Regions from separate parts of the Mus musculus genome. Here all the other regions are linked to region 4. The links are chromatin contacts, called in public Hi-C and promoter capture Hi-C maps. All regions are on one chromosome and are shown on one strand. The core of a region is the stretch at or near the end of the contact, and the rest is flanking DNA. Distances in the headings are between cores, read along the strand shown.

Region 1 (4,799 bases), core at 304-2,803, 2.3 Mb before region 4:
AACAGCGATGCAGAGAGTGATCGGGTACATGGTCCTCACTGCCGCCACCACAGAGCAGTTAACAAAGGTCTGTGTCCTCATGAGCGAGTACAAAATGAGGTTGATGTTGTAGGGCACAAAACAGAAACAGAAGATGACCAAGTGGACAAAAATCATTTTTAAAACCTTAGTTTTGTTCATTTTGCTTCTACTTAATGTAACAGGTTTATTTAAAGTTCTTAGCACCATACTAGAACAAGTTACGTTCAAAATGAGAGGGATAAAAAAGCCCACTATTTCAATGAAAATCACAATCCTGGAGAGATAAGTTTTCCATGTGGCCGCTGGAAAGTTCTCAAAGCAGGCTTCTGAGGTATTGTTCCCCTGAGAGTGGGTCGACTGAAAGAAAACTGCAGGCGCACTTCCTCCCATCACTGTGAACCACACAGCAATGCAAACGATCTTTGCATTTCGTTTCGTTCTTAAAGTCTTTGACTTAAATGGGTAGACAATTGCCAGAAATCGATCTACACTGATACAGGTTAAGAACAGAATGCTTCCATACATATTGGTGTAAAACAGCATTACTGAAATCTTACAGAGTAGATCTCCAAATGGCCAATTCCGTGTTGCAAAGTAAAAAATCCGAAATGGCAAAGTAAAGACGAAAAGTAAATCTGACATTGCCAGGTTAATCATGTACGTTGTAGTTTCATTTCTCACTTTGAGGGCACAGATGAAAATGTATATCGCAACACAGTTGGATATCAGCCCAAGCACGAAGACCATGCTGAACATGCACCCGTACAGAGTGTACTTAAAGGAGTCGTCATAAGGGCACTGGGAGCCATTGGAGCTTACCATTGTCAGGCAGTGCAGCTTACAGGAGGCCTTTTGTCCGCAGCGCTTGATCGATCGCCTTTGCTATTCAGATGTGGTCACAGCAGCAGCCAGTTTATTTGCAAAGTATTTGTTTCTTTTCCTGTTCTTACAAATACTTTCTTCTCTTAACTCTTCAAAGGAAACATGAAATGTGTTCCGTAAAAGTTTCTAGTAGATTATTCAGGAAAATAGTCTGATTTTCTGGTCGAGAAAATCCATGAGTCTGGAGTTTAGTTAACTGACAGAAAATGCAGTCAAGGAAGCCAACCCATAAAGCTGAAAGTGTAAGGAAAAACTGTTCCAAGTCGGACCAGACCAGTCCGCGTGGAAACTTGTGCTTCAGCCGCCAGGGTCCAAACCAGCTTTACTTCAGTCACAAACACTCGCCGTGCGTCCGTCCGCCCGTCGTCCTCGGGTACTTCTTCCTTCTTTTTATTCTCAAACTTTGTATTTCTACATTGATTCCGGACGGCGATAGGCAGTCGTTTAAGGGATCCCAGATAAATTCCTAAGCATGTTCGCGCTTGCTGAATGGAGAGGCCTTTCGGAGGTTGCCAGCTGTATTGTGAGATGGGCTGTCTCTGAAGTGAGCAAGAAAGCCTTCCCAGATTTGTAATATGACATCACAGGAAGAAGAGGCTGGGTTTGGACAAAGGAAGGCTTCAACCCAGTTGTTTGCAGTTCCTTTAATCTGATAATGTGTCTGCTGGGAATGTACCTAGGAGGCTTGCAAATGGTCACTGGCTGCCCAGCTGAGTTGGGTGTTAACTCTTTTTATGCCAAAATGCTTTCCGGGGATTCTGACAACTTCTCCAAAGTGGTTTGATTTGCTTTAGTTAGTAATAAGTAAGAGAAAGAAAGAAACATAAGGTAGATTCTTTCTCTTCTATTGCTCTTGTAGTTGGGATATTGCCTTCTTTAAAGAAATAAAATGCAGATGGGTGTATATATGTTTATAAATTGAAATGTAGGCGATATGAGTGGCACATTAAAGAACTGTTTGTGCCTGAAGGCAGAACCTTAAGAGTTTATATAAAGCCTTTGACTGAGGCAGGCAGTCCTGCTTCTCTTAGTATCTGGTGTTTTTTAATTGCTCTCCAGCATTTAACTTAATTGGCATGATTGTGAGTAGCTTTAATCCTGGATCTCTTTAGTTTTTGATAAATAATGTTCTAACATTTTTCTTTGAAACTAATTTTCTAGAGCTAGTTCAATTTTAATACACCAAAGACTACATTAAGTATGCCCCCCCCCCGGAGGATTATAACTCAGTAGTGAGAATAGTACTCCAAAACTTTTACTTTTAGTACAGTGTCAGTCTTTTGCCCACAACTTAATATAAGCATAGTGGGAAAGTGTGCTTTGTAAAACGGGCTCCCCCCTTCTGAGTTAATTGAAATAACTTACAGCAGAGAATCTCAGTTCTACTGTTTGTCTAAATGTAGTTTCCATGATTTTATTCTCCTTTCCTCCGTCTCTCCCTTCAGTTTCTTTTACATGTTGGCTGTGTGTTGGGGTATATTCCAGATCTACTTTCATCTCTAAATTTGAAGCTGAAACCCTTCATTTGGGGTCAGTGAAGGCATTTCAGAGCAAGTTTCTCTATAGACACCTTAGTTTACATATTAAGATGTATACTTAAGAGCATGTATCATGTGTTCTATACCTTTTAAATTTGATTACTTTTGATGGTGAATTATAATCTTTTTATTGTTTTGATTAGGAAGTCATCTATGATCAAATAATACAGTCTTATAGGCGGTAAAGATTGAGGGTCTGAACTTCTTTGCTTTGGTTTTGGTGTGGAAAACAGATGCAAATGTGTTCCTATTGGAAGATGGGAACTTTGAGTGCAGTAATGAAAAAAGGGACACTTAATAACATTTTCTTCTCCATGAAGAAACTTTTCTGTTAATAGTTATTTTAGGAAAAATATAAAATTTGAGTGATCCACTTTTAAGTTTCCTTATTGTCATTTTAAAAAACGATTTATTATGTATACAGTGTTTTGCTTGCATGTACACCTACAGTTCAGAAGAGGGCACCAGATCTCACTATAGATGGTTATGAGCACCATGTGGTTGCTGGGAACTGAACTCAGGACCTTAGGAAAAACAGCCAATGTGCTTAACCTCTGAGCTATCTTGCCAGCCCCCTTATTGTCATTTTTACAAATTATAATCGTTTTATGTCCTGGTACTGTCCATGTTTACTTTCATTGTGAAAACATGCATGAATGTGATATACATGCATATATGCAGGCCAGCACTTATACACATAAAAATAAATAGGTCTTTAAAATAAATAAGTAAAATATACTGTCAGCTGATTTTTAGGATGTTGTGATATGTAGATTATACCTTAGTGAAAAAGAGTTGTAGAGGAAAGTCTGTCTAAAAGGGTTACTAATTTGCTGGGCGTGGTAGTACATGCCTTTAATCCTTATACCTAGGTGGGCATGCTGGAAAGATGTCTTAGCATTTTGGAGTACTTCCTGTTCTTTCAAAGGGCCCAGGTTTGATTGTCAGCACCCAATGGCAGCTCAGTCCTGTCTGTAACTCCAGTCCCAGGATATCCAGTACCCACGTCTGACTCTGCAGGCACTGCGTGCACTCAGTGCACAGACATACAAGAAGGCAAAACACTCATACACAGGGGGGAAAAAAACTTACAAAAGGTTTTTACTTTAAGATTTGCAGGTTGGAACAGTGTTGGAGCTCCATGTAGGAGGCCCTGTGCTCAGACTCCAGCATCCCAGCAAGTGATTAAGTGAAACTCTAACACCATTCTAAACAAATCCATTCTAAACATTATTCAGTTTAAATGTAATAAGTGTTAACTAAAATAAAATCTTAAATAATAATTTATTTACACAGTGGTAAAATAAAAACGATATGGTAGTCTGAGACACAAAGGAAGGTTTATGATGGCAGGAATCTGATACATTTTATTTTAGAACTGTGTATGTGTTGCCTTTATGTAATAAGAGTATCCGGGAAAGTCTCCTTTCAGCTCTGAAATGCACTATGGATCTTCACATGTGTATCCATGTGTGTGCTTTCCTGTTGACAAAAATACTTAGTTGCGAAAGGACATTTGTTATTAGCTTTGTTTTAGGAAAAGCATCAAATGTCAAACTACAATTCTAGCTAAGCATATTATCAGTTGGTAGATTAACTATATATGGTTCAGTGCAGAGTAAAGTTTACCATTTTAGTGCACAGGATCTGACTCCAGGGCCCTTGAAATCTCCTTCCTTGGGCCCTGGTTTTATCCTACCTTTCTGGAACTCTGAGACACCATGACTCAGAGCACACAAGAAGCAGATTTGAAGGAGGATTTCAAGCCTTGCTAGCTATTCTCCAAAACTATCTGCTATTCTCCAAAACAAATCCCTGAAACACTTGAAGGGTTTTCTCTATAGAAAAATCTAGAAGGAATCTAGACTGTCTTTTACTAGTGTAGATTCTTTATGCATGAATAAAGCATGTGCTGTAGGCAATAAAAAGAGACTATACATCTTTTTCTAAGGGGGTCGGGGAGTAGGAAAATGCAGTGCAAAGAGCTCCCAGCAGAGAACTCTGCTTGTCCTTTTCAGTCCTTTTCCTTTGCTCCTGTGGGGACTCTGGCTTCTTGGCTGTAAAAGAAAGGAATTAGGCTCTACAAAGTTCCCTTCCTGCTTTTTATTTGCTTCAGATTCCTTGAATTCTTTGAATGTTTAAGGTGTCACGTTTGCTTTCTCACTCTTTGGTATCAGGAAGTCACTTTTATCCTTACTGTTTAAGAATTTTGAAACTAGCCTGGACAAGACATGTGTACCACAGAGGGGAAGAGGGAACAGAGAGGAAGAAATGTGTGTAAGAGACAGAATGAATGGGCCAAGTCAAAGTTCCTTATTACACCCAGTAAATCAGCAGGACTCTATTCTTACAGGGAAA
Region 2 (4,850 bases), core at 1,382-3,881, 2.6 Mb before region 4:
GCTCGCCTGCACACACTCCTCCAGAGCCAGCTCCACTGTGCTGCCCAGTCAAGGGACTGGGCCAGCTCTCCTGCTCTCACACCCTAAGGGCTGGCTCACCCATACCTTCACCATCAGCTCTAGCTCAGGTGGTGCAGACCCACCCTCCTGAGTGCTACAGCTAGGGAGTGGGCAAGGCTAAGTCTCCTATATTCATGCCTTGGGGCCGACTCTCCAGACTACCACAGATGACAGGGGAAGAGGGGGAGGGCATCACCCCTGCACCCACACCACCTCATAACAGACAAGTGGCAGGGCCCACTCTCCAAAGTGCTGCAGGCAGCAAGGGGCAGGGCCAGCTCTCTCAACTACTGTAGGTGGTAAGGGGCATTCCCCCCCACACCCAGGAAACCTCACAGTAGATGAATGGCTGGGCCAGCTCGGGGCTGGGTCACCTATGCTCCCCCACCCAGGGACAGCTCTACTGTGCCGTCCTGGTGAGGTGCGGCGTCAATTCTCCTAAGCGCTGTAGCCATCAGGAAGCAGGGCAGCTCACCCACTCTTATGACCCTGTGGTGACCAGAGTATGTTTTAGAGTATCCAAGGCTACATACAAAGAGAAACCTTGTCTTGAACACTACCCCTCCACACACACACACACACACACACACACTCCAAAAAGAGAAAGGAAGAAAGCACAGGGAAGGAAAGGAAAGAGAATGGATGAACAGTATACATAGCGTGTAAGAGTGAGAGGATCTTTGATTTCCATTCAAGTTTCACGGGGATAAAGCAGCAACATACAGGTGTTTATAATAACAACTTCCTCCCAGCATTCTATCTTTGTCTCCATTTTGTAAGGTTGTGTTGATTAACTCAAAAGTAAGGAATAAAATTTGTATCCAGACCAGGAAGAACGTCAACTCACAGCGATGTGTCTCCCTGGGACACTCCGGTGCTGGGATTTAAGGTGTGAGCCACTATGTATGGCTGGGAACTTTCATAGGCACTGTGTTACATAAGTGCTATAAAGAAAAGTATCAATGTGCCGGGCACACTGACACGGACCTTTATTAATCCCAGAACTCGGAGGCAGAGGCAGGCCAAGGGCTGTGGGTTTGAGACCAGCCTGGTCTACGGAATTACAGAACAGGCAGTGAGACAATCTCAGAAAAACCCAAAAATAAAATAATGCTTTTTTTTTTTTTTTTTTAAGTATCAACTTAAAAGACTTCAAGAAGCATCCCTACTCTCACACAAAATAAATATGAACTTTCAAACATTAACTTATCTCTCTTATTTTTTTTTCAAGAAAGGGTTTATCTGTGCTGGCTGCCCTAGAACTCCCTCTGTAGACCTGGAAGTCAGAGATCCACCTGCCACTCCCCCACAAGTGGTGGGATTGAAGGTGCGAGCCACCACTGCCCGGCATTAATAACTTTTTAATAAAAAACAAACAAACAACAACAAAAAGTTTACCTGGTTTTCCTCTTCCAGCTGTAATAGCTTCTGATTTCTTGAAATTGCAAGCATTTCTATGAGTTCCCTAAAAGAAAAACACCCATCACGGTATGGTGATACTTGCCTGTAAACTCAGTGTTTGGGAGGACTCAGACCAGCCTCAGATATCTAGTGAAACCTTTTCATAACACAGTAGAAACACAAAAGAAACTGTTTAAATTGCTCCCTGCCCCAACCGATTGTTGGGTTTATGGTCCTCCTAACATGCTGGACTCTCATGGTGACTACAAACACTTCAGCATTCGCTGGCTAACTGCACGTGATAAAGACTCAGCTGTGATTTACAAGAAAACCTCCTGACTCAACTATGTAGGTCTGTAGGCCAATAGTGCTGCCATTTGTGTAAATTATGTTTTCTTGTAAGACGGTGGCCATGGCTGCCTTCCCTTGATAAGACTTCAACTGATAGATTTAAGACTATCACGACGATGTGGAGTGTGACATCCAATTTACTCTATCTCGGCCACACACCAGCCAACCCCACTGTGCCCTGCCTGATGTTTCCAGGCTTTTTCAGATGATGGGCTATCTATCAGACGCCTAACAAATCTGATTTGACTAGCAGCCCATTTCTTGGGGACGTGTGCCCTGCTACCACCAGAATAGGAATCCCATCGGTGGACTGCAGGAGGCTGCGGCTCAACCCTTAGAAATCTGGTCCATAGCGTTTTAACACATTTGTCTCTCCTGTCACCCTGGGCTCCTTCGTGTTGGCATCTAGCCTCCCCTTGACTACTGGGGGGAAGCGTGCTTTTAAATGTCTGTTGCGTGTCAATGACTGAGGGGGCTCGGATCTGCCCCTCTTACCGGCTACTAAAGTTTTGACTGCCTTGGTTTCCAGGTCATGTGACTGAGATGTCCCCTTGGCGGGGAAATGCGGCCCAAAGCCCCCGAAGGCCCTAGACCCCACGTCCAACGGAGCCTCCCAAGCCCGCCTACCCAAGTCAGCGCCCACAGCCGAGCCGGCCGGAGCAGGCTCCCGGGCCGCGGTTACCTCGACAAGACCTCCAGATCTTCCAGCGCAGACAGAAGCCGCTCTCGCGTACTGCCAAGGCCGGCCATTCCCGAAACGCCTCCCATCCGCTCCTTTTCCTTCTCACCACTTGAAGAAGCCGCCATCGCCCCGCTGACCACCAGCCGTCGCATGCGCAGTGTGAGCTAGCCACAGGAGGGGCGGAACCGGAAGAAGGAAAGAAGAGTAATAGAGGTCGGGACGGAGAGGTCCGGCTAGAGCGCCGCCTATGTGCCTGGAGGTGCACTACAGTTCTAGCGCCATCTACAGGGCAAAGGAGGGCTTGTGACTCGTTCCAATCTGACATGCTCCAACCGGACCCAGGATGAGAGATGCAGTTCCCAGTCTCCTGGGTTTTATTTCCTCAGCATCAGTGGAAGGCTTCTAACAAAAGATTTTTTTTTTAAACTGGGGAAATTACATAATTATTAACTTCTATTTTGTCTGTATTCCGATAAAATCCCAGCCATCAAGTTTGGTCTCTCGTGAAGTTGTAGTAAACTTAGAGCAGGAAGTAAAATCTTTTCTTCCCTCCCCATTCCGTTGTTTGGTAGCAAAATACATATAATTGGCCTATAGACCAGGCTGGTCTCGAACTCAAGAGATCTGCCTGCATCTCGAGTCCTGGGGTTAAAGGGGTGTACCACCATGCCCCGCTACTAAAATTCAGTATCTTAACCATTGTATGTGTAGGGTTCACTGCCACTAAATTGCTGTTAAGCAAGGCAGTTGTGAGGCATGCCTTTAATCCCAACACTCAAGGAAGCAGAGGCAGGCAGATCTCCTGAGTTAGAGACTAGCCTGGTCACAGAGTGACTTCCAGGACAGCCAGGGTTACACAGAGAAACCTCGTCTCAAAACAAAACAAACAAACAAAAAATTGCGGCTAAATAACATCCCCAAAACTCTTCAACTTGTAAAATGTAAAAAAGGTGTGCTCATGAAGGTCTGACTTCCCGTTCCTGAAAACCACACTGTACTTTCTGTTTGTCTGGCTATTCTATGCATTTTGAATGAGTAGAATCACATGTTCTAGTTTGGGGCTTGGGGGTTTGCTTGTTATTATTTTTTGGTTTTGGGGGATTTGGGCTTTGTTTGGTTGGCTTGCTTTCTTTCTTTCTTTCTTTCTTTCTTTCTTTCTTTCTTTCCTTCTTTTCAGACCGAATCTTGTTGTGTAAACTAGTCCTAAACTAAGAAGGAACTCACTTTCTCATTACAGCCTACTGAATGCTGAGCCCCTATAGCAGGCTGATTCATTTAGCATAATGCTATCATGGTTCATGTACATTGGAATAGGTGCCAGAATACCCCTCCCTTGAAGTCTGAATAATACTTCCTGTATGTGCTAACCGTACCCCCTATCAGATGGCATTTAGCTGGGTTACCTTCTTGGTTTTCGGAACTCATCTTTAGGCCTGTATATCTTCCAACAAACTGCTCTGCTCTTTATTCAAGGTGACTGTTGAAATGAATGAATCAATAGTGTAAACTGTCATTCAAGAAAATAGTGTAGGGCTAGAGAGATGGCTCAGAGGTTAAGAGCACTAACTGCTCTTCCAAAGGTCCTGAGTTCAAATCCCAGCAACCACATGGTGGTTCACAACCATCCATAATGAGATCTGATGCCCTCTTCTGGTGTGTCTGAAAACAGCTACAGTGTACTCACATATAATAAATAAACAAATCTCTAAAAAAAAAAGAAAGAAAGAAAGAAAGAAAGAAAAGAAAAGAAAAAAAGAAGAGAAAAGAAAAGAAGAGAAGAGAAAAGAAAAGAAAAGAAAAGAAAAGAAAAGAAAAGAAAAGAAAAGAAAAGAAAAGAAAAGAAAAGAAAAGAAAAAGAAAATAGTGTAAATCATCTGCAAAGCACCTAATTCCAAGGCAGGCCTGGGTGTCAACACTGAAGCTGCACCTCCTCCCACTCCTGCAGAGATCAACACAGCAGGGAACTTTCCCTACCTAGGCTCCAGTTATTGGCAGTGGGGACTCCATGCTGAGTCATGTTGCTGTTATCAAAAATAAGGTGCCATTCACAGGCAGTGGTCATGACTGTGTGCTGTCTTCATTTCAGGTCTAGTCCTGCCCACTGTCCTGTGGAGTCCGACTCAAGAACTCCAGAGCTGGCAATCCCCGGGGAGACTCATGTTTATAAATCCACTCATAAGCAAAGCTGTGTAATTCGGAATGTCAATGAAAAAAGAATGGTGCGGAGCGCATTTCCCCATAAAGAAACCTACAGGAAAGCCCGTGACCGCAATAGTTGTTTGGTGAACTTGAATTAGAACAAATGAGGGGAGGTTCCACACTTGGTGCAGCCTCGAGACTGTGTGTCTCCAGAGTG
Region 3 (4,456 bases), core at 1,775-4,274, 2.3 Mb before region 4:
TCAGATAAACTTTGAAAACAGCAATATCTACTAGGCATTTTAACTTCTCTTCAGCTTTGTTAAAGCTGAAATTAAATATGATAATCTCCAATGGACAAAGGGAAATAAGAGCATTCCCTGCAGGTATACCGTAAGAATAATAGTTTTTTTCGTGCCTGAGCATGGAGTGTCTGATCTACTTCATTTAAATGAAAGACCTCAAGGGAACCACACACTTCATGTCCTAAAATAGTCCCTCTTCATCCATGTCCCCTCTAAGTCCTTTACAGCCAATGGCCGCTTACATTTGTCTGGCTCATATAAAACCACCTCTAGGGATCGCTGAAATCATGGCATCACACTAGTCATCTCCATGACTTCATGTCGGGGGACATTAAGGTACAGTAAGCCAGAGTAGAGTGAGACTGCTGCAGGACCCAAACCCCAGCAAGTCTATACTCTGTCAATGTTCAAGTCACTTACAAAAGAAGCAATGTGCCATGCAGCCAGGCACACCCCCTCCTGTGTACTTCCAGCCAGCCCTAGGACTAACACTAGTGTGGGTGGTTGCTATCCTTCCAGGCTTGGTGCCTGTGACCTCAATACTGGAGAAGCTGAAGCTGCTCTTCAATCCCAGGCCAACCTGGGCTACCCTGACACATTGTTCAGGCCAGTCGGAGCCAGTGAAGTACACGTCTTAAAAGAAAAAACTAAATTTAAAACGCTGATGTATTTTATTGTTAATAATAATCCCCCTCCCCCAAATTCTATATGTCCAGTCAAGGGTCTTTCTTAATATTTCCAATTCAAGATTTGTTGAATCCACGGTTGCAGAATATAAGGATACGGAAAGTTGGCTACGTAGTTTTTCTGAGCACACCTGCAGAGGTTATTTGCTTAGTTTTTCCTATATGAAAGATTCTGACTTCTTCATTTTCTGTGGTGAATGGAAAGTCCTTTTAGGAGGGAATACTTCGATGCTCCATCCTGAGTCCTACAGCACTGCCACTGTGACAGGTGTCACTGCTCTTCCCAGTGTATAGGTAAGAGTTGAAAGTATCGGGATTTTTCGGTTTAACTCATAACCACGTGACTAGAGAGCACAGAAGTTATGGCATTGCTAGTCTCCATAGTAGCCCTGGAAACTGACTTACCTGCATGCCATTGTCCAATACGGTGACAGATTTTACTAGGAAGGTGCGAATACAGAGCGGACTCAATGACCGTTAAACAGTGACCATCACATGAATGCACTAAAGAACCAAGTTCCACAGGACTGTGAACTCGGTCTCTTTTACTCGGCTTTAATCGCCAAAACCGTTCTATCAGGATGGAAGATAATTCTAAAGAGAAACATGTTCGCCTCTCCGTTCAGGTATCAGGCTTTGGACTCCAAGGAATTGTGACTGAAGCCGAGACGAGACAGGATGGGTCAGTGACAGGCCGGACCAAACCTGGACCAGGCCAACTCTGCACATACACCCCTTGCTCACGATTTAAACCTAAACTTCAAGTTAGGGCCTCTAAGGGGTCCTGGGTCACTGAACCTCTCTTTGTTCCCTTTCCCAACGTGGCCACATTTATTAAATCTCTCTGATTGTCACAACAAACTCGTCAAGTGGCCCAATGTGGCCAAGCTTAGTCCGTGCAGCCAGGGCAATCTCAGGGTGTGCAAGGGAGCAGCACCTCGGTGTCCTCTGCTACAGTCCGAGTTAAATCTTTACCTTGTAAAGAAAGGCAAAAAGGCGGCTGGAAGCCTAGCTTCAACTCAGGCGGAAGTTCCATCGCCGCCAAGAAGGGGCATCGGGAAAAGTTTTTCACCTCTAAACTCCTCCACTTCCGGCCTCAGCAACGCCCAAAGGACTGAAAACCCTTAGGACAGCCAGGCCTTCCCAGCCATCCCTCCACTTCGGGGACCAAAGGCCTAAAGCGTGTGCCGCCATGGGGTCGGCGAGGCGGCTGCGGGCGGGAAAGAGCGGAAAGTCCTGGAAACGTCACCGCTAGCTCGCGCCGCGTGCACGGGAGGGTTGGAGACACCAGGGGCAGGGGTTCCCCCAACTGGAAGCGGGAACCCCACAGCCGTGGCCTCGGGGCGACGCACAAAACGGACCCCGGGCTGGGCCTGCGCGCATGCGCACCGCTACGCGGTCCCAGGGCCCGGGAAGGGACGTGAACCCAGAGCTACCCCAGCGACCTGGTCCACGGGCTCGCGCGTGCGCGCCGGGCCCCGGCCCGGGTGGGTTGGCGCTGCGCCCTGCCCCCGCAGCGGCTGCGCACCGGGCCGGGCGCAGGGTGAGGCCTCCGCCTGGCCTTCGCCCCCGGGACTCGCCCGCCCACCCGCGCCTGCCGCCCACACGCAGGCTTACCTCCGCGCCGCGCGTCCTTTCCGCTCCCCGGCAGCGGGGACTGCTCGCCCGGGGCCAAGAACAGCAGACACTTGGCGCCTCCCCCTGAAGCGGCCCGGCCTGGCGGGCTGAGCTCGAGTTCAGCCGTGCGGGGAGGAGGGGGCCGCGGGAGCGAGAAGAGAAACCAGAGGAGGAGGAGAGAGTTCAAGGGAGCGAGGGAAGGGGAAGGGGACAAAGAGAAGGGAGGGGGCTGCGCGCTGCGCCCCGCCTCCCTCCTCGGCCGGGATCGGCGACCCTGGCCTCTCTGGGGACCCTGTGCTGGACCCCGCTTTCTAGCTTAGTGCCCCGATTTCGGGGAAGCTGTGTCTCTCTGGTTTTAGGTCTTACATTCAAAGGCGCTGGTTTTCCTGCTTGCTGCGAAATAAGAGGCTAATTGCATTCTGTGCGCGCTAGTCCAGTCTTAGCAACTCCATCCAGGAGGCCCACCTCATTGTCTCTTGTTTGAGGGCCCAGAGAGCTGTCCGACTTTAAAATGAAGGAAATCCTGTCACCTGGGACGATCTGGAATGAACCTGGAGGATGTTAAGCAAAGTAGACATACAGCACAAATACTTACGGATCTCATTAAGGAGCACTGAAAAAGTCAAGTCGCACCAACAGAAAGTAGAGAGGTGGTTACTGGGACTAGGGAGAAGGGAGCCTGTGGGGCTAGTGATCAAATTTCAGTTAGGAGGAGCAAGCTCAGAAAGAAGGCTGCTATGCTACATAGTGGCTACAGTTATGAGCAGTGTGCACTAGAAAGTCCTAAGAGAAGAGATAATGTTATGGCTTTGAAACAGGGGCTCTGTATTAGCCCAAGTTAGCCTCAAACATCGTAGCCTCCATCCCTCCTCCTCTTGCTTGATCTTTGCCCTCACATTATATACATACATTAAAACATTGTGCTATATATAATAAATATATACACATATATATGTATGTGTTTATATATATATATATATACACACACATCAGTTTAGGGGAAGACAATGGAGATTTGGGTAATTTGCCTTGGGCCATATGATTAGAGATGACTCAAATCCATCTCTTCATTCCACAGGGCTTCTTTTACCTCTTGACCATGTGGTTTCTTTCCAAATGACTTTAAAAAGTGGGTCAGATAATGAAGGCCTTAGCAGTGTAACTGCAAGCTGGGTCACAGGATCCACAAAGGGCTTTTTGGAAGAGGCGGGCTTGATCCCCTCTTTGTCTTGAGCAAGTTCACGGTTCCTGAGGCTGAAAGTTCAGCTTAGGCTAAACAACAGTCTGTGAACTTATTATAACAATGGGCTGGGCTTAAAGAGAAAAGAAAATGAAGTTAGGACTAGATGTGGAAGGCCAGAAAAAAGTGTGAGGTTGGTGTGTCACGTAATAATTTATGGGCCCAAAATCTTTGCCTTTAAAATAGAGCATTTTACTGTTTAATATCTCACAAAGCATGTTGATAAAACCTGACAAAGATGACATATTGTTTTAATCCTAAATAAAATGTCATCAAATAGGATCCAACAACAAATACCATGATCAATGCAGGGATTGTTTCAGTGGTATAAATATGTTACAATGTAAGAAAGTTAGTCTTATAAGTAAGTCAAAGAAGTAGGCATGTTTTGGTTAGCCATTTAAAGTGATAGAGAATTCAACAGTCCTTTTGTTCAAAGTAAGTGGCTATATTCACTCAATAATAAACCTCTTAAGAGTATATCTAAGCCCGGGGTGGTGGCACACGCACGCCTTTAATCTCAGCACTCGGGAGGCAGAGGCAGGTGGATTTCTGAGTTCGAGGCCAGCCTGGTCTACAAAGTGAGCTCCAGGACAGCCAGGGCTACACAGAGAAACCCTGTCTCAAAAATCCAAAACGAAGAAACAAACAAAACGAACAAACAAGAGTATATCTAAGAAGTACAGGGATACAGTTGCTGCATCCCCATGGTACCCTGGATGGCATATGATGACGATGGACCAAGAGACCTGAAATTGAAGCAGTTGCTTTAGGTGACGCAATTATACACACAAAAAGTATTTTGAGACCAAATGGCTAAAACTGACATTGAACTCTTCGTACCAACCAATCCCTCAGATACGGTTGTAGG
Region 4 (4,480 bases), core at 341-2,840:
TAAGATCTGTTTTCTCCCTTTTCCTGCATTCCCCCGCACCATCTTCTTTCCAAGGAGCAAACTTTGGCCTCCTCTTTCCCGTGTCACATGCCCTAGGCCCCTGGGTTGTTGCTCTTGAAGGCCTTGAACACCCATTTGCAAGCCTGAGCTCCACCTACCCATCTGGCTTGGAAAGGGAGGCCGTGGGTAGGGAGAAACTTGCAAAGTGCTACAGAGAGTGGAGAGATAGGGTGCGTTCCTGAGACTGATTGGCAAGTAGGAGGTGACTACAAGGACTCCCCGCAAACGTCCAAACCAAGACCTCCTGCCGAAACCCACTGACTCTGAGAGCCTTCCAGAAAGGAGGGGCAGGCTTGATAGCGTCCCGCCAGCCTCTCCCCATCCTTCCTTTCATTCACACCAACAGTTGCATTTTTTTCCTTCCTAAGTTGTTGCAAATTGAACCCATTATTTTGAGGGAAATGAGCGCTATCACGGCCTGCAAGTAAGAGTGTGTGTCGGGGTGTGTGCGCGCGCGCGGCACGGGAGTGCGTGCGGAGATGGTTTGAATGTTGGAAGTCTCCTTCTCGGTCCTCCGCGCAACCAGCTAGCCGCTGCACAGCTCCCTCCTCTAGAGCCTCCCAGGCAGTTCGGCTCCCCGGAGCCCCAGGCCCGGGCTCCCAGCCTGGCGCGATCTCCCGGTGTCTCCCACGGCGCCCTGCTTGCAGCCCCCAAGCCCACCCCCGCATGCCCAGCTTCCAGTGGGCGACTGAACGCGCGCAGCCCCTTGTGACCCCCAGACTCGCCACCTGCAGGTACTCACCTAAAAAGAAGAAGAGGCAGAAGGCGTTTGCCAAGATCATGTTAAATAAATCCCACAGTTTTGTGTGTATGTGTCTTTCTCCCTTAGGTTTAAAAAATAAAAATAAAATAACAACGGTAATAATAACAGCCAAGCAATGATAACGACCCCCAAATCCAATGCGGAGATCCCGCCAGGCGGCCGCCGGTTGAAGATCCCGAGTCCAGGGATTCTCGCTGCTGGCTGGAGGGGGAGGGGTGGGAGGCGGGCGGTGGGCTGCCTCTCGACGTCCCCCCCTTGCCACTGAAATCAAACACACGTAGCTATGTGTCTGGCTGCCTTCTAAGCCAACAGCCTGGTCCTGAGGTCAGCCCAGCCCTTCGCTCTCGCGGCCGGGAAGGCGCGAGTCCCCGTGGGTCCAATTCCCCTGCACTTCCCAGGAGGGGACTGGAGAGGTGGGGGCGAGGCGATCTGAAAGTGAAGGACTGGAAGAAAGCAGCGAGGGAGGGGGGTCAGAATAAATGCAAATAGGAAAGAAATCCACCGACGGATGGGAGCAATCCAGTAGAGCTTCTAGGACGGGAGACCAGAGTCGCTTCTTTGGCACCAAGACGAAGAAAAAGATTCAAAATAAAAAAAAAAAAATCTTCTCCCGCTATCCCTTGCTTCGGCTCACTTTTTCTAATGGAATTCCAGTGCCGGTGTGCCTGTGCTTGCGTGTGTCTTTCCTCCCTTCCTCTCTCCCTCTCCTCTCCTCTCCTCTCCTCTCCCTCGCTCTCGCTCTTTGCTCTCGATCTCCGCTCTCCCTCACTCTCCCTCTCTCTCTCTCTTCCCCTCCCTACTCCCTCTCTCCCTGCTCCTCCCTCCGCCCGCCTGCTCCCTCCCTCCCCCTTCGCGGCTTCCTCGCCTAGGCTCTCGCGCCTCGCCCCTCTCCTCTGCTCGGGGCTCAGCGCCCCGGCTCCCTGGCGGCTGGCGGCGCAGCGCGCGGGAGCGCGGCGGAGCAGCTACACTCTGCAGCAGCAGTGGTAGCGACTCGGCGGTGATGGAAGCTACACCGGAGTGGCGCTGGCGCCCAGGAACACTGGCCTAGGGGTGAGCTCCACCGCTGGCTCCCTCGGCTCAACTGCCCGCCCTTGGGACCAGCCTGCTGCCTTGGCCGGAAAACCGACTAGATCCCCCGGCCAGTGTCCACGCTCAAACCAACGAAGCCTCCCGCCCCCTCCTCTCCATGCAATGTCTCATCCTGGCTAGGTGAAGGCTTGCGTTCTCCAAGTGCTCCTGCCCCTGCACTGGACCCCCAGAGCCATGAGGTTTCGGAAGCCTGAACGAGGTTAGGGAGACACTGAGGCCCGGGTGCTGGAGCCATCCTAGAGGCATGGGGGCAGGGCAGTAGAAAAACCCAGGCGTGGTGGTCCAGGTCTGAAAAAGAGAGCACCACTCTGCAAGCTGATGTATTCCTTGTGGGGAGCCGTTCTGAGAGTCTTCCCAAAAGCACTAGGGAACCCAAAGACGCCCTTGTAGGCCAACCCTATCTCCCTGGGTCTAACCCCGCGCTCCTATTCGTGTGTTCTGCATGCAGAGCTCAAGAACTTTTACCGCACACTAGTGACTCGCTTGCCACCCCACCCCGCGCGCGCTCCCCAACACACAGGCACACACACCAGCTCTGCAGCCATTCCAGACACCTCTTCCCCAGTTGGTCTCTCCTCCCCTGGACCAGAGAGAAGATTGTCTAGGGGTCCCAACTTCCTCCTCCAAGGCCAGTGAACCAGCCAGAACTGCGCGGGAAAAATCCAGCCCGGGTTGACACCCCACCCTACTGGGGAGCCCCAAAACAAGGGACACTCAGGCCTCTGCTTCACACCCCCTCCCCGCACACAGAGATCTCCTGGACTCCCTAGAGCTAGTCGGGGAACTAAGGCCACTCCCGGTTCCCGAAGCTGAGGGTGGAGACCCTTCCGGATGGAGACTCCTCCCCAAGCCGGGAAGGGGGACAATTTATCCATCTGTCTTTGGCCCCAGCTCACCGGCGTAATTTAGTCATAGAATTTACAATAAAAGCCCAGAAGCCCCGAAAAAAGAAGCGTCTGGCTGGAGAAGGGTTGAAGGCGAAGTGAGGTTGCTGACCGAGGTGGCAGGGCGGCAGACAGGCAGTACACATGTCTCAGCGCCCTCGGGATCATACAGCCCACGCACACCCGGCACCCTAGTTCCACGCTTTTCTCTGACACACCTTCGGCTGCCCTGGCATTTCGCACTCCTATGTCTTGCATGCGACTCCCGGAGCCAGGTTTAGGCGATGCTTCGTCAACTTTCCACGTTGCCAAAAAAAAAAAAAAAAAAAAAAAAAAAGCTGTCACCATCTCAAGCTTATTTGGGAGTGTCTTCTAAAATACATTGTTAAATATTAAGGCGGTGGAATAAAGGAAGTGGTAGTGTGTTTAGTGTGAAGAGAGGGGGTCACTCACAAAACCAGCAGCCTTAGCTGCTAGTGGGAAAGCTAGAGGGAGCAACTTCCATCTTGTGGATTTAGGCGGGAAGGCACAGAACAGGCGTTTCATCTGGCCATTGGGAGACAACGATCCTAGACCCTACACCCAAAAATAACACCACTGTGACAGCTGGGTAGGGGAGAGTTCCAACGAAAAGTGCCTAAGCAGCAGCAGGGGAGCGTTGGCTTCTCTCGTCAATCCTCCATCCCTCTGCTGTTTTTTACTTCCCAGAGTCCCCTAGGTTCTTTTCAAACATTGGGGAACTTACACATCTGATGTAGGTTAGAAGATGAAAAGCAGTGAGATATACCTCTAGAAACTCTTAGCCCAGAAGCCAGAGGCTGGATGCTTCACCACTAAATATATTAAGCCTCTTCCACTCACTCACCTACTTCCTGGCCCTTCTGTAGATCCAGGTGTTACCCCACCTCCCTTAAAGGCCTCTCCTTCAAAATTAATGCTAAGCAATCCCGCCATTACTCAGACCTTACCTTCGGTTAGCCTTAGTTGAGTACTAGGGGGAGAGGGTTCTGGGAGAAAAAAAAAAAAAAAAAGCTAAGTGGGCTGAGAAAGCCATAGAAGACAGCCAAGGATATGCTCTGCTGAGTTCCCATGGGAACAGAGTCAGGGGATTCTGGTAGTAGGAGGTGAGTGACTTGTGATGCTTCAGGCCTTCAGGACCACCCAGGCCTCACAAAGGACAATGGGAAATATTCGCTACCCCCTGTTGACACTATGGGACATATTTACCTTGAACCCTCTTCCCTCCTATCCGCACCAAGATCCACCACCCTCTGCCAACTGTCAGTCTAAGCTACTGTTCGATGGATAGGGCACACACTGTCTGTTTGCCAAGATCTGCTGAGAAGAACCTACTAGGCAGAGGGCAATTTAATTTAATCTCTCTGGGCCTCAATTAGCTCATGCAGAAAATGGGGGATGTTTCTTAAAACCTGATTTGTAGAGATTAGACAGCACACTGCACCCAAAGCTGCTGACAGAATGCCTGGCTCACCCCTTTCCTCCTGGGCCCAGAGTGTGAATGAGGTTACAGGAGGCTACAGGAGCTAAGAGCAATGAGAAGCAGAGATTGGACAATAGCGAGGTTTCAAGGGAAGCAGAAAGTGCTCTCTAGAAAATGGGAGAAGCTCTTGTAAGAGTAAGTTATGGGGGAATGTGGTGCCCTTTGGGAGATGGGACATGATGC
Region 5 (5,021 bases), core at 1,288-3,787, 2.2 Mb before region 4:
AAATGCCAGGTGTTATTAGATGTTGAAAGTAAGTGCAGAGACAGCTAATTTAAGCAGCTTCGGGTCCTTTGCAGAGCTGCATGAGGGGGCTCGGTATTGGTTATTGCCCTGAGCTGAGGACATAGGGGTAGGGAGCAGGGCTGGGGTGGGGGAGGAGAGGGCACAGCGTGCAAGGGGTACGTTCTCATCTCCCTTTGGCAAACAGAGTTTCCCAGGTGAGGGAGCCCCACTGTGGTTTGAAGAATACAACTACTGTGATCAGGAAAAAGAAAAAAAAAGGCAGAAGAGAGAGGTCAAAGAGGTTATAGAAATAGCGTCAACAGCAACAGACAAGGCTTGCAAATAGAGAAAAAGCAGAGGCAGTTGACTGATAGGGGTGGAGGAGGGGCATCTGTTTATGACCCAAGAGAGGAAAGATGCTGGAGGCCAGCTCTGGAAGATGAGCTGGAAAAGGGCTTGTCTCCGGCTTCAGACACTTACAGACTATTGTGTTCCCTTACCTAAGGGTTTCCTGTGTGTCAGGCACTAGAAAGGTACCAACTGTGAAACAGGAAACGCTGATGCAGCGGGGTGGAAGCGAAGCTTGGGCAACGCAGGCCTGGTAGGCTTCCCTGAGACTCTCAGAGACCCCCCAGCATCCCAGCTTCCCAGAGACCCCCAGCATCTCAGTTTGCTTAGGAATCTGTTAAGATGCAGGGCCACAGTCCTTACTGCATCGCCAGGACTATGTACATGGTGGAAGTGCAGTATTCACTGAAGGAGTGTGCACGGTTCCTGTTGCTGTGTCAAAATAACTGGCAGAATCTCCTTAAGTAAGTAAGTGTTTACCACAGCTCAAAGTTTGAGGGTACCTGTCCTTCTCTCCGTGGTACCGTGGTGGGAGGAGCATGAGGCAGCCCCTCCCACATCGCTTCTGCAGTTAGGAAGCAAAGAGGAGAGAATTCCTGTCTCTCAGACCGCCTTCTCCTTTATTCAATCTGGGACCTGAGCCAATTAAACAGTACCACTCAGTGGGGCTGGGTCCTCCCTCTTCAGTCAACCTGTTCTGGAAACATCCTCATAGACATGTCTAGTGGTAGGTGGTTCTAAGTCCAGCTGAAATGACAATGAAGATTAATCACCACAGAGTGGACGAACGAGTAAATGAACAGACGGTAGATGGTCATATGAGGTGATCCATAAGAGAGAATTCAGATACATGGCATCGGTGGATTCTAGAACTACATAATGAGGCTGTGATTTAGCAACTACAATGGATTTATACACAAAGGTCTCTCAGCTAGAGATGCGTGTCATCATGGCTGGCTTACCAAAAGGGCACAGGCCTCTCCAGATGTGGCTCCCTGATTTTCGATTTGCAGCGCCCAGAACTGAAAAACCTAGATGAATCCTCTCTTTTCAAATCAAATTCATGGGTGTTCATACCAACAGAAAACAGCCTGAAGGGAGGAGGTTAGGGTGGAGTGACATGGAGTGAACACATGACTGGCCTTTGCTGATTCTGAAATGCAGGCAAGAAAACACACTATCTTCCAGGGCTTTCTGGCCCTGCAGACACCTTGATTTTAGCCTATGAACTCCAATATGCCCTCATTTCACAAAAGAGGACAAGAGCCCCAAGACTCACTCTGACTCTGCCCTAATTCATACAAGTTGGTGACCTATCTCAAATCCATCAGGACAGTGAAGACTAGGGGTTCATAAATGCAGCGTTCGGATTTGTGAAGTCTGGGCTGGGATCTGGCTCCCTGCTTTTCCAACGTGCTGGCAGACAAAGCCTGGAGCCCAGGGTTCAGATTCCTGCTTCCATCTTGGGATCTGACAATCTAGAAAAGCCAGGGACATCTGATGGGATTCCACAAGGAGGCAGTAGGGATCCAATGTGTGTAAGTCTTTGGAGAATGGGATTTATTGTCTCACAGGACAAGGCAAGATAATAAAGGCATAATTCTCTATGTTTCCTGTGAGGCAGATATCACCAAAATGGGATAGGTTTCTTGTGCTTCAGGCTGCCCTGTAACCTGCTCTGTATCCAGGTGGCCTTGAATTTATATTCCTGCTGTTTCAGCCTCCCAGGCTATGGAACGTCAGACCAGCACCATCATGGCCAGGCGGCTATGTGATTAATATTTGTAGCTGAAAAGGCATCTTAAACTTGCCAGCATATGTCTGCCATTGCATACAGCACAGAGATCAAAACACCATGGTTCTTTATTTTCAACTTTGAGAGAGAGAGAGAGAGAGAGAGAGAGAGAGAGAGAGAGAGAGAGAGAGAGAGATTAATGTGATTGTGGGAGAAAACATTAGTCTTTAATTTCAACCCCAAGTTTTATGTATTTCCTTTTAGAAAAAAATAATAATGCGCTTATCTTTGAGAAACGTCTCTGAAATCTTGACAATGCGGGGGCTCCTGGGTGACCCCGCCTCTCCTCTGGCCTCAAAACTCCTCCTTCGGGCGCTGCAAACTCAGAACCAGGATGCCGCCTGCCCACCAACTGCAGCTGTGGTTTCCTCAGTCTTTGTTTTGGAAAAAAAAATATGCTGCCCTACTTCTCTGTCCTTGTAGAACGTACATCTGTTTCTGGCTACCAGAGCCACCTGCAGGCTAAGAGTCTTCTGGTTTCATTTTTGAAGCAGCTCCCTGGCACGCAAGTGAGGAGTATCAGTGCTCAGACACATGACTGCAGGAAGGGAGCAAATGCTGGACTGTTCTCTGTGACTCTACCTTTTAAAAAGCTTTTCTCTGCTCCCATCTCCCCTTCCTTCTCCCTCTATCTGTCTTCCCTTCTCTCCCTCTTTCCCTCATCTCTCTCAATTTATTTTCATTTTAGACAGGGTTTCCTTTATGGCCCAGACTGGCCTTAAGCTTTCTTTTTGTAAAAAACAAAAAAAAAATTGGTTATTTTACTTATATACATTTCAAATGTTATCCCCCTTCCTGGTTTCCCCTCTGTAAACCCCCCTATCCCCTCCCCGTCCCCCTGTTTCTATGAGGGTGCTCACCCACCCACTCCCACTTCATCACCCTAGCATCCCCTTATGCTAGGGCATTAAGCCTGCACAGGACCAAGGGCTTCCCCTCCCATCGATGTAAGATAAGGCCTTCCTCTGCTACTTATGCAGCTGGAGCCATGAGCCCCATCATGTGTATTCTTTGGTTGGTGGTTTAGTCCCTGGGAGATCTTGGGGGCTGGGGGGGGTGTCTGGTTGGTTAATATTGTTGTTCTTCCTATGGGGCTGCAAACCCCTTCAGCTCCTTCAGTCCTTCCCCTAATCCTCCATTGGGGTCTCCGTGCTTAGTCTGATGGTTGGCTGCAAACATCTGCTCTGGCAGAGCCTCTCAGGAGACATCCTGCCCCAGCCTCCTAAGTGCTGAGATTATAGGCATTTATGCAACTATGTCTCTCTTGTAGTGGCTCAAATATGGTCCCCAGCCCCAACGGTGTTTATATAGAAGGGATTTTTAAAGTATTTTCTTTTCTTCATGTGTATGCATAGATGTGTGTGTGTGCGTGTGCGTGTGCGTGTGCGTGTGTGTGTGCGTGTGCGTGTGTGTGTGTGTGTGTGTGTGTGTGTGGCAGGTACAAGTTTATGTGCATGCATGCATGTGAAGACCAGAAAACCTGTCACGCTTCCACTAGTTCTCAGGCAGCTGCTCACCTTAGGTTTATTTTAAATTTTAAATTTTTTAAAATTTTTGCCGTTTTTGTTATTATTTTGTTTTGTTTTTGAGACAGGTTTCTCTGTATAGCTCTGGTTGTCCCGAAACTCATCTGTAGATCAGCCTGGCTTGGAACTCAGAGATCCACCTACCTCTGCCTTCCAAATGCTGGGATTAAGGGTGTGTGCCAACCATACCCAACTCACCTTATTTTGCTTTTGTTTCCTTTCTCTTTAAAAATGACATAAGGTCTCTCACTGGCCAGGAACTTAACAAGTCCTTCAGGCTGGCTAGCCAACAAACCCCTGGAATGTGTCCATTTCTTCCTTCCCATGGCTGGGATTAAACCCACACCATCATGCACTGGAGTTTTACGTGGGTCCTGGGGAGGGAGGTTGATTGAACTCAGATTCTCATGTTTGCAAGGCAAGCACTTTATCAACTGAACTATCTTTGCAGCCCTAAAGCATTTCTAAGATAACTTTTCTGCAAACTCCCTCAGCTCTGGTGTTTGCCTGTAAAGGTCATGATGATGCTGTTGGTAGACAACAAGTGGATGAGCTGTCTGGATCAGCGACAGCAGCACTGGGGTATCTTAGAAAGGACGAGGAAAACATTGTGCTAGGTTCTGCAGAGAAACTTCCCTTTGCTCCCAGTCAAGGTTCAGTGGCCATGCCTGAATGCTGGACCATTTGGCTTGAGGACTGTGGATGGTGGAAGAACTTAGTTAGCATTGTGGGTATCTTTTAGTTATTAGTCTGGGAGAGTGAAAAACCACAGCTCGGGTGTGAGACAGCCCTTGCTGGTGGTGCAACCATGTTCAGGACCCTGTACTTCTGAGTTTCTGCACCACAGTGTTCTGTCCCTATCTGTAAAATCTGAATAAAAATATCCGCCCTCAGGGCTGGTGAGATGGCTCAGTGGTTAAGAGCACTGACTGCTCTTCCGAAGGCCCTGAGTTCAAATCCCAGCAACCACATGGTGGCTCACAACCATCTGTAATGAGATCTGACTCCCTCTTCTGGTGTGTCTGAAGACAGCTATAGTGTAGATACATATAACAATAAATAAATTAAAAAAAGATATCCGCTCTCATGATTTCTGCGAAGACTGAAAGAAATAGTTCAATGGACACAAAGAAAGCCCCTAAAATATTCCTTCCTCCAAGAACTAGAGCAAGCAGGCTTTTCATGGCTAGCCTCCGTGGCTATGAGATATAGTATGTCTCACATTGGTTTGCCTATTGTTCTATTATCTGCCAGTAATGTTGACTTTATATTCTCCCAGTGACAGAAAAGGGCTACAAAATGCAAATTGTAGCAGTCCAATCATGTTGTAAGTTGCAGGATTTGTGCTTACG
Region 6 (4,852 bases), core at 900-3,399, 2.4 Mb before region 4:
AGGAAGGAGGTGTCCAATAGCCAGGTGGCAAACTACCAGAAACACAAACACTTTAAATGCCTTTTCAAATTCCTTCCCTGCCTCCATTTCTCCTTCACCACCAAATCCCCTCCGCACACACCCCCTCTCCTGGGCTACATTCCCAGCGCTGCCCCATTTATTTATTTATTTTTTGAAACAGGTTTTTACATTCATGATCAAGAATTGAAAAAAAAAAACTCATTTGCAATCGTATTGATGAACTAGGTTCAAATAAAACAAGTCATATCTACACATGCAGAGCTAATGTAAGTCCCCAGCCTTTCCTTGGCTGTCCTGTGTTCTCATGTGGCCAATGCCTTATTAGATTCTAAGGCTGTAATGATGTCTCTCTCTGTCTCTGCCTCTGCCTCTCTCTCTTTGTCCCTGAGTATTGGAATCACTGTTCCTCACATGCTAGGTAAGCATTTTACTATTAAGTTATATCCCAGACTTTTCACTTTTTATTATAAAACAGAGTCTTACTAAGTTGCCCGGGTTGGAGTTCAACTCACTCTATAGCCAAAGCCTGTCTTAAACTTGGGATTTTCTTGCCTTAGGCTCTGAGCATTATGGGCCTGAGCTACCAGGTCAGGCTCAACTTTGATCTGTGTGTTGAAAGGGGCTTATGGGGGAAACATGTTACAATGACTTCTGACACAAATAGCTGACCATCAGCTGATTTGAGGTCAGTACCAGCAGAGATGACCGGTCACCAGCTCTGTTACGCGTCTGAGGACCCAAGTTCCTTTGCCATTCTGTCTCAAACTTAAGAGTAGCTTGCCACAAATACCAAGGTGGCATCAATTGGCCAAGTGTCACATTCTCTGATAATTATGAGGCAGGACTGTATCATTTCTGTATATTATTTGATCAGGCTCCCACAGTCTATCTTTTATCTTCACCAAACCTAGACTGTATGTAGCCTGAGCTCTTGCCTAAATCTGGGACAAAGTGAACTCAAGTGCTATTTTAATTCCATTCATTCTCCGTGGCTGCATCAGGGCCTGGGGCTCTACCTCCTGACAAACATTTGGTCTCTAGAAGGCTTCTGAAGTTAGGCAAGTCTGAAAATTGAAGGAGGCCCATGTATCCTTCACTCATCTGACATCAAGGCAGAAAATAAGCCCAGGCTTGCAACCTACCCAATTAAGTTCTCGATTCCTCAGTCCTTGCTCAGCTGTTCCAAGATAGTTTACACCAGAACAACAACTGTATTTTATTCACAGCACTTCAATTAGTGAGTTGTATGAATAAGGACTGACAAAGGGAGAAAATTATGTTGACTGACAGGTAAAACGTAACTAGAAAAGCTACCATTGCTGAGCCAGCTTTTGGTGGCGGTAGGTAGTTCTAGTATAAAGTATGCTCTTTTCCGGTGTCTGTGCGTCGGCGACATGGTCAGACAAATATTACTTGGGTTCGAGTCCTCTGCCAGGGACCTGCTATGTGACGCGGGCAAATTGGCTCCCCGAACTCCCCACTTCCAACCCGCAAAAGTGGAATGCCGACCTTCCCAGTTTGACCGGCTGTCTCGGAGAAACCATTATGAAAGGAGGCCGGATCGTGCGCATGAACACGGCCAACTGGTTTTCTGCTTTCGTCTCAAACGCGTTTGTAAGCGATTTTTCAAAGTCGGGTCCGCCTGGCAAACTGGTTTTCAAAAGCTACTTTCCCGCTAAGATCTGTCCCGCTCGGACCGCGCCTCCTGTTTCCCCATCAAAAGACTATAGTCTGTGCGTGCATCGCCCATCTTCCCTTGTCTCCAGAAGGCCACCAATGGCCCCACCCTGGACCGCCCACCCGGGCCGAGCCCACCTCCCACTGGCCCGGCACGTTTGTTTTTGTTTTGCCGGCCGCGCGGGCCGGGCGAGGGGCGCGCCCTGTCCAGCGTTCTCCCAGAGGCCGCGGCTCCTCGCAGCGGGCCGGCCCCGCCTCGGCTGGCGCCGCCCACGGGGACGACGCGGGCGGAGACAGGCCCGGGCAGGCGCGGCTTCCCCGCGGCTTCCCGCCCGCGCCCTCGCCCTCGCCCTCGCCCTTGCCCGCCGCCGCCGCCACCGCCGCCCCGGTTCCCCACTGACGCCCGCGGCCCGCGAGCCTCGCGGACGTGACGCCGCGGGCGGAAGTGACGTTTTCCCGCGGTTGGCCCGGGCGCTCGGTTGCCGGGCGCGTCCGGTTTTCCTCGGGGGACGTTCCCATTATTTTTGTAACGGGAGTCGGGTGAGGACGGGGCGTGCCCGGCGTGCGCGCGCGCCCGCCCGCCTCCCCGCGCGCCTCCCTCGGCTGCTCGCGCCGGCCCGCGCTGCGCGTCATGCCGCCCAAAGCCCCGCGCAGAGCCGCGGCCGCCGAGCCCCCGCCACCGCCGCCGCCGCCGCCTCGGGAGGACGACCCCGCGCAGGACAGCGGCCCCGAAGAGCTGCCCCTGGCCAGGTGAGGAGCGCGGCCGCCGCGGGCCGGAGAGAAGGGAAGGGAAGGGAGCGGGGACGCCGGGTGCATCCCGGCGGGGACGCCGGGCGGGCGCATCTCGGCGGGGCCGGGCTGGCGGTAGGAGCGGCGCCCCGGGTCTCCGGGGTCCCCTTGGTCCCCCATCTCTGCGGGGGTGGCGGCGGCGCGCTGACACGGTCCCGGGCTCGCGGGCGACGGGGAGGGCATCCCGAAGGGGTCTGGGCTGCGGCTTGACAGGTGTCGGGCGGGTGGGGCTCCTGCTCCCGAGCGAAGTGACAGGTGCAGGCTCTACTCCAGCGACGCCCAGGCGCGGAGCCGGCGGGTCCCGGAGAGCCCCGGTCAGATGCAAAAACAATTGAAATAAATATTTAAAAAAAGAAAAAAAAAACTCGACCGGTGTTTGTTTTCTTTCTTCCTCCCTTTTTTCTCCGTGGAGATCCGAAGCACCCCCGGGGTGGGTTGACTTTCTCTTTTGCAGTCGTCCTGCGATGCAACAGTTGGGAGCCTTGCCCTCTCTGAGCTTGCGCTGCATCGGCAGCTTGGTCCTGGGAGAGGCCAAGAAAAGCCTTGTAGGCAAAGCGCAGGGTCGTGGGTGTCAATTGCTCACGGGGTCCTCAGCTCCCGGGCTTTGTGGGGGTTTCTTTAGAACAATGCTTTGAGGCCCGGGGGGATTTAAAGCCATCTGTGGAGACTGATGGAGCAGAACTCTTAGAAGAACTGGTATGTGGGCAAAAGTTTCAGGAGACATTTAAATGCAAGGGCTTGGAAGTTTCTAAACTTTGTTCCCCTTTTTTTTCAGGGTAGAACTCTTCTTGCGTGCTGATTGGCCCGCAGCATGCTTCATTATTTCTTGCCTTTTGCCTTTGAGCATTCACGGATTCTGGTGCCTCCCCCTCCCTTTTTTCTTTTTTGGTCTTGTGTTTGGTACTGTGTTCTCTCAAAGAACTTTTCTCTCCATTTATTAAGTGGAATCTAAACTTAAGTTCATGTGGATCCAATAAGAACAACAGAGAGATATTTATTGTATTTCAACATTTTTTTTCTTGACTGTGCTACTGTGTGATTAAGTAACAGAAATTGAAACAATATGATTGTTGTTATTGTCAGCACTAGTTTTGAGAGTATAGATCCATTGTAGATGGGAGTTGTTTTTGTCTCTCACGGTCCTTCAATTTCTAGCCCATCATTAAGTTCTCGAGTTTTTGTTGTTGTTGTTGTTTTTGTTTTTTTGGGAGGGGGTGTTTTTGTTGTTTTTAATTACTCTGACTCTGTAACCCAGGCTTGCCTTAAGCTCTCTGTTTTACTGCCTCTGCCTCCCAAGTTCTGGGATTGTAGCCCTGATGGGCTATCAAGCTCCTTTCTTCTCATTGAGCATCAATCAAGGCTCTTTGTGAGACCCAGACTCTTAACAGAGTTCAGGTCAAATCCTAAGAGACTGAAATAATTTTGGAAATTGCTTGTCTAAGTCTATTAAAATTCATATTAGATGGATTTTCTTATGGACCAAATAAAAATCATGTTCTTAAAAAATAAATACAGAATAAAAACTGTTCCAGGGGAAGAGTTTGCTTTTGTTTCTAATTAAACTCTGATGTATCCAGTGTGTGGAAGCTTCACTTTAGAAAGAGCAGTAACATGTATTCTAAAAGATTCCATGCCATCTATGGACTTATTACTGATTATTGTAGAGTAACTGTACACATTGAAGTTCTGGTCATTGCCTGTGGGAAAGACAGACCCAGTTTCTTTCTCTTTTATGTACTTTTAACTTTGGAGAATTCTCAAAAAGTTCTCCTTTAAATTAAACTTTACAAGACATAGTCTCATCTTGGTTACTCATTGCCACTAAGGTTCTCAAAAAGCACTTACAGTTGATCTCTGACTTACCTATTGTCACGTGTGTTCACCATAGGGATTTGCTACCTCTTCTGAACTGCCATTAAATGAATGTTGTGTTATCATTGGAGAATACACTTAGACAAACACTGATGATATATAGATTAGTCACTGTGCTGTCTTGCTACAATCAAGAGAAGTGGTAAACACTACAGATACAAAGCTGCTGCCAGTATAACAAAACATGCTGCTATGCAGTAAACTTTATCTTTTAATTATAGAAATATGCTGAAAAATAATGATAAAGCTATAGTTTAGTAAACACACAAGCCAGTAACATAATGGCTTCAGGCATTGTATGTCCTTGTATATATGATTCTCTCCTACCAGTGGCAGCTTGCTTACAGCAGCATCTCCCTAACTGCACAAGTAGCAAATGGATTGTGCCACAATGTTATGCTGGTTAAGATGGGCTCTAAGTGATGTTTCTGCACCATTATAATCTTACAGGACTACTGTTGTAAACTGCCTTACTGAGTGACACATCATGTAG

What was found. Promoter capture Hi-C pulls out the DNA fragments that hold promoters and counts their contacts. A called contact is a pair of places that touch in the nucleus more often than the background predicts.
Region 1: a promoter capture Hi-C map of hippocampal neurons shows a contact between it and region 4, with 4 times the contacts expected there. The contact joins the promoter of Lpar6 here to the promoter of Gfra2 in region 4. A contact is called at or near these places in 3 of 39 promoter capture datasets (embryonic stem cells, hippocampal neurons and pre-B cells) and 4 of 115 datasets of contacts at active chromatin or transcription factors (astrocytes, epiblast stem cells, large pre-B cells and 1 more).
Region 2: a promoter capture Hi-C map of pre-B cells shows a contact between it and region 4, with 5 times the contacts expected there. The contact joins the promoter of Med4 here to the promoter of Gfra2 in region 4. A contact is called at or near these places in 2 of 39 promoter capture datasets (hippocampal neurons and pre-B cells).
Region 3: a promoter capture Hi-C map of pre-B cells shows a contact between it and region 4. The contact joins the promoter of Rcbtb2 here to the promoter of Gfra2 in region 4. A contact is called at or near these places in 1 of 39 promoter capture datasets (pre-B cells) and 2 of 115 datasets of contacts at active chromatin or transcription factors (astrocytes and large pre-B cells).
Region 5: a Hi-C map of pre-B cells shows a contact between it and region 4, with 6 times the contacts expected there. The contact joins the enhancer-like site here to the promoter of Gfra2 in region 4. A contact is called at or near these places in 2 of 39 promoter capture datasets (hippocampal neurons and pre-B cells), 1 of 484 Hi-C or Micro-C datasets (pre-B cells) and 2 of 115 datasets of contacts at active chromatin or transcription factors (large pre-B cells and pro-B cells).
Region 6: a contact with region 4 is called in a promoter capture Hi-C map of pre-B cells, with 4 times the contacts expected there. The contact joins the promoter of Rb1 here to the promoter of Gfra2 in region 4. A contact is called at or near these places in 1 of 39 promoter capture datasets (pre-B cells), 1 of 484 Hi-C or Micro-C datasets (embryonic stem cells), 2 of 115 datasets of contacts at active chromatin or transcription factors (large pre-B cells and pro-B cells) and 1 of 9 other capture datasets (embryonic stem cells).

What each region holds. Positions count from the first base shown.
Region 1 is chr14:73,234,645-73,239,443 of GRCm38.p6, reverse strand. It overlaps Lpar6 (lysophosphatidic acid receptor 6), which reads right to left and starts at 1,553. Exons shown (of 1, transcript NM_175116.4): 1 at 1-1,553. The coding sequence starts at 843. All of the region lies in intron 17 of Rb1 (RB transcriptional corepressor 1), which reads left to right. RefSeq lists an enhancer at 3,118-4,799.
Region 2 is chr14:73,507,830-73,512,679 of GRCm38.p6, reverse strand. Med4 (mediator complex subunit 4) reads right to left here and starts at 2,631. Exons shown (of 7, transcript NM_026119.3): 1 at 2,495-2,631; 2 at 1,459-1,525. The coding sequence starts at 2,619.
Region 3 is chr14:73,141,078-73,145,533 of GRCm38.p6, reverse strand. Rcbtb2 (regulator of chromosome condensation (RCC1) and BTB (POZ) domain containing protein 2) reads right to left here and starts at 3,024. Exons shown (of 15, transcript NM_001170694.1): 1 at 2,941-3,024.
Region 4 is chr14:70,887,217-70,891,696 of GRCm38.p6, reverse strand. It overlaps Gfra2 (glial cell line derived neurotrophic factor family receptor alpha 2), which reads right to left and starts at 1,590. Exons shown (of 9, transcript NM_008115.3): 1 at 803-1,590. The coding sequence starts at 842.
Region 5 is chr14:73,114,662-73,119,682 of GRCm38.p6, reverse strand. No RefSeq gene overlaps it. Among named protein-coding and RNA genes, the nearest start is that of Gm35388, 14 kb to the right of the region's middle. Within about 2 kb of position 2,537, at least 152 of the 459 cell types and tissues checked have an H3K27ac peak or open chromatin away from gene starts, as enhancers often do. A contact at or near this core is called in hippocampal neurons, pre-B cells and pro-B cells, where this site is marked.
Region 6 is chr14:73,323,119-73,327,970 of GRCm38.p6, reverse strand. It overlaps Rb1 (RB transcriptional corepressor 1), which reads left to right and starts at 2,149. Exons shown (of 27, transcript NM_009029.3): 1 at 2,149-2,448. The coding sequence starts at 2,330.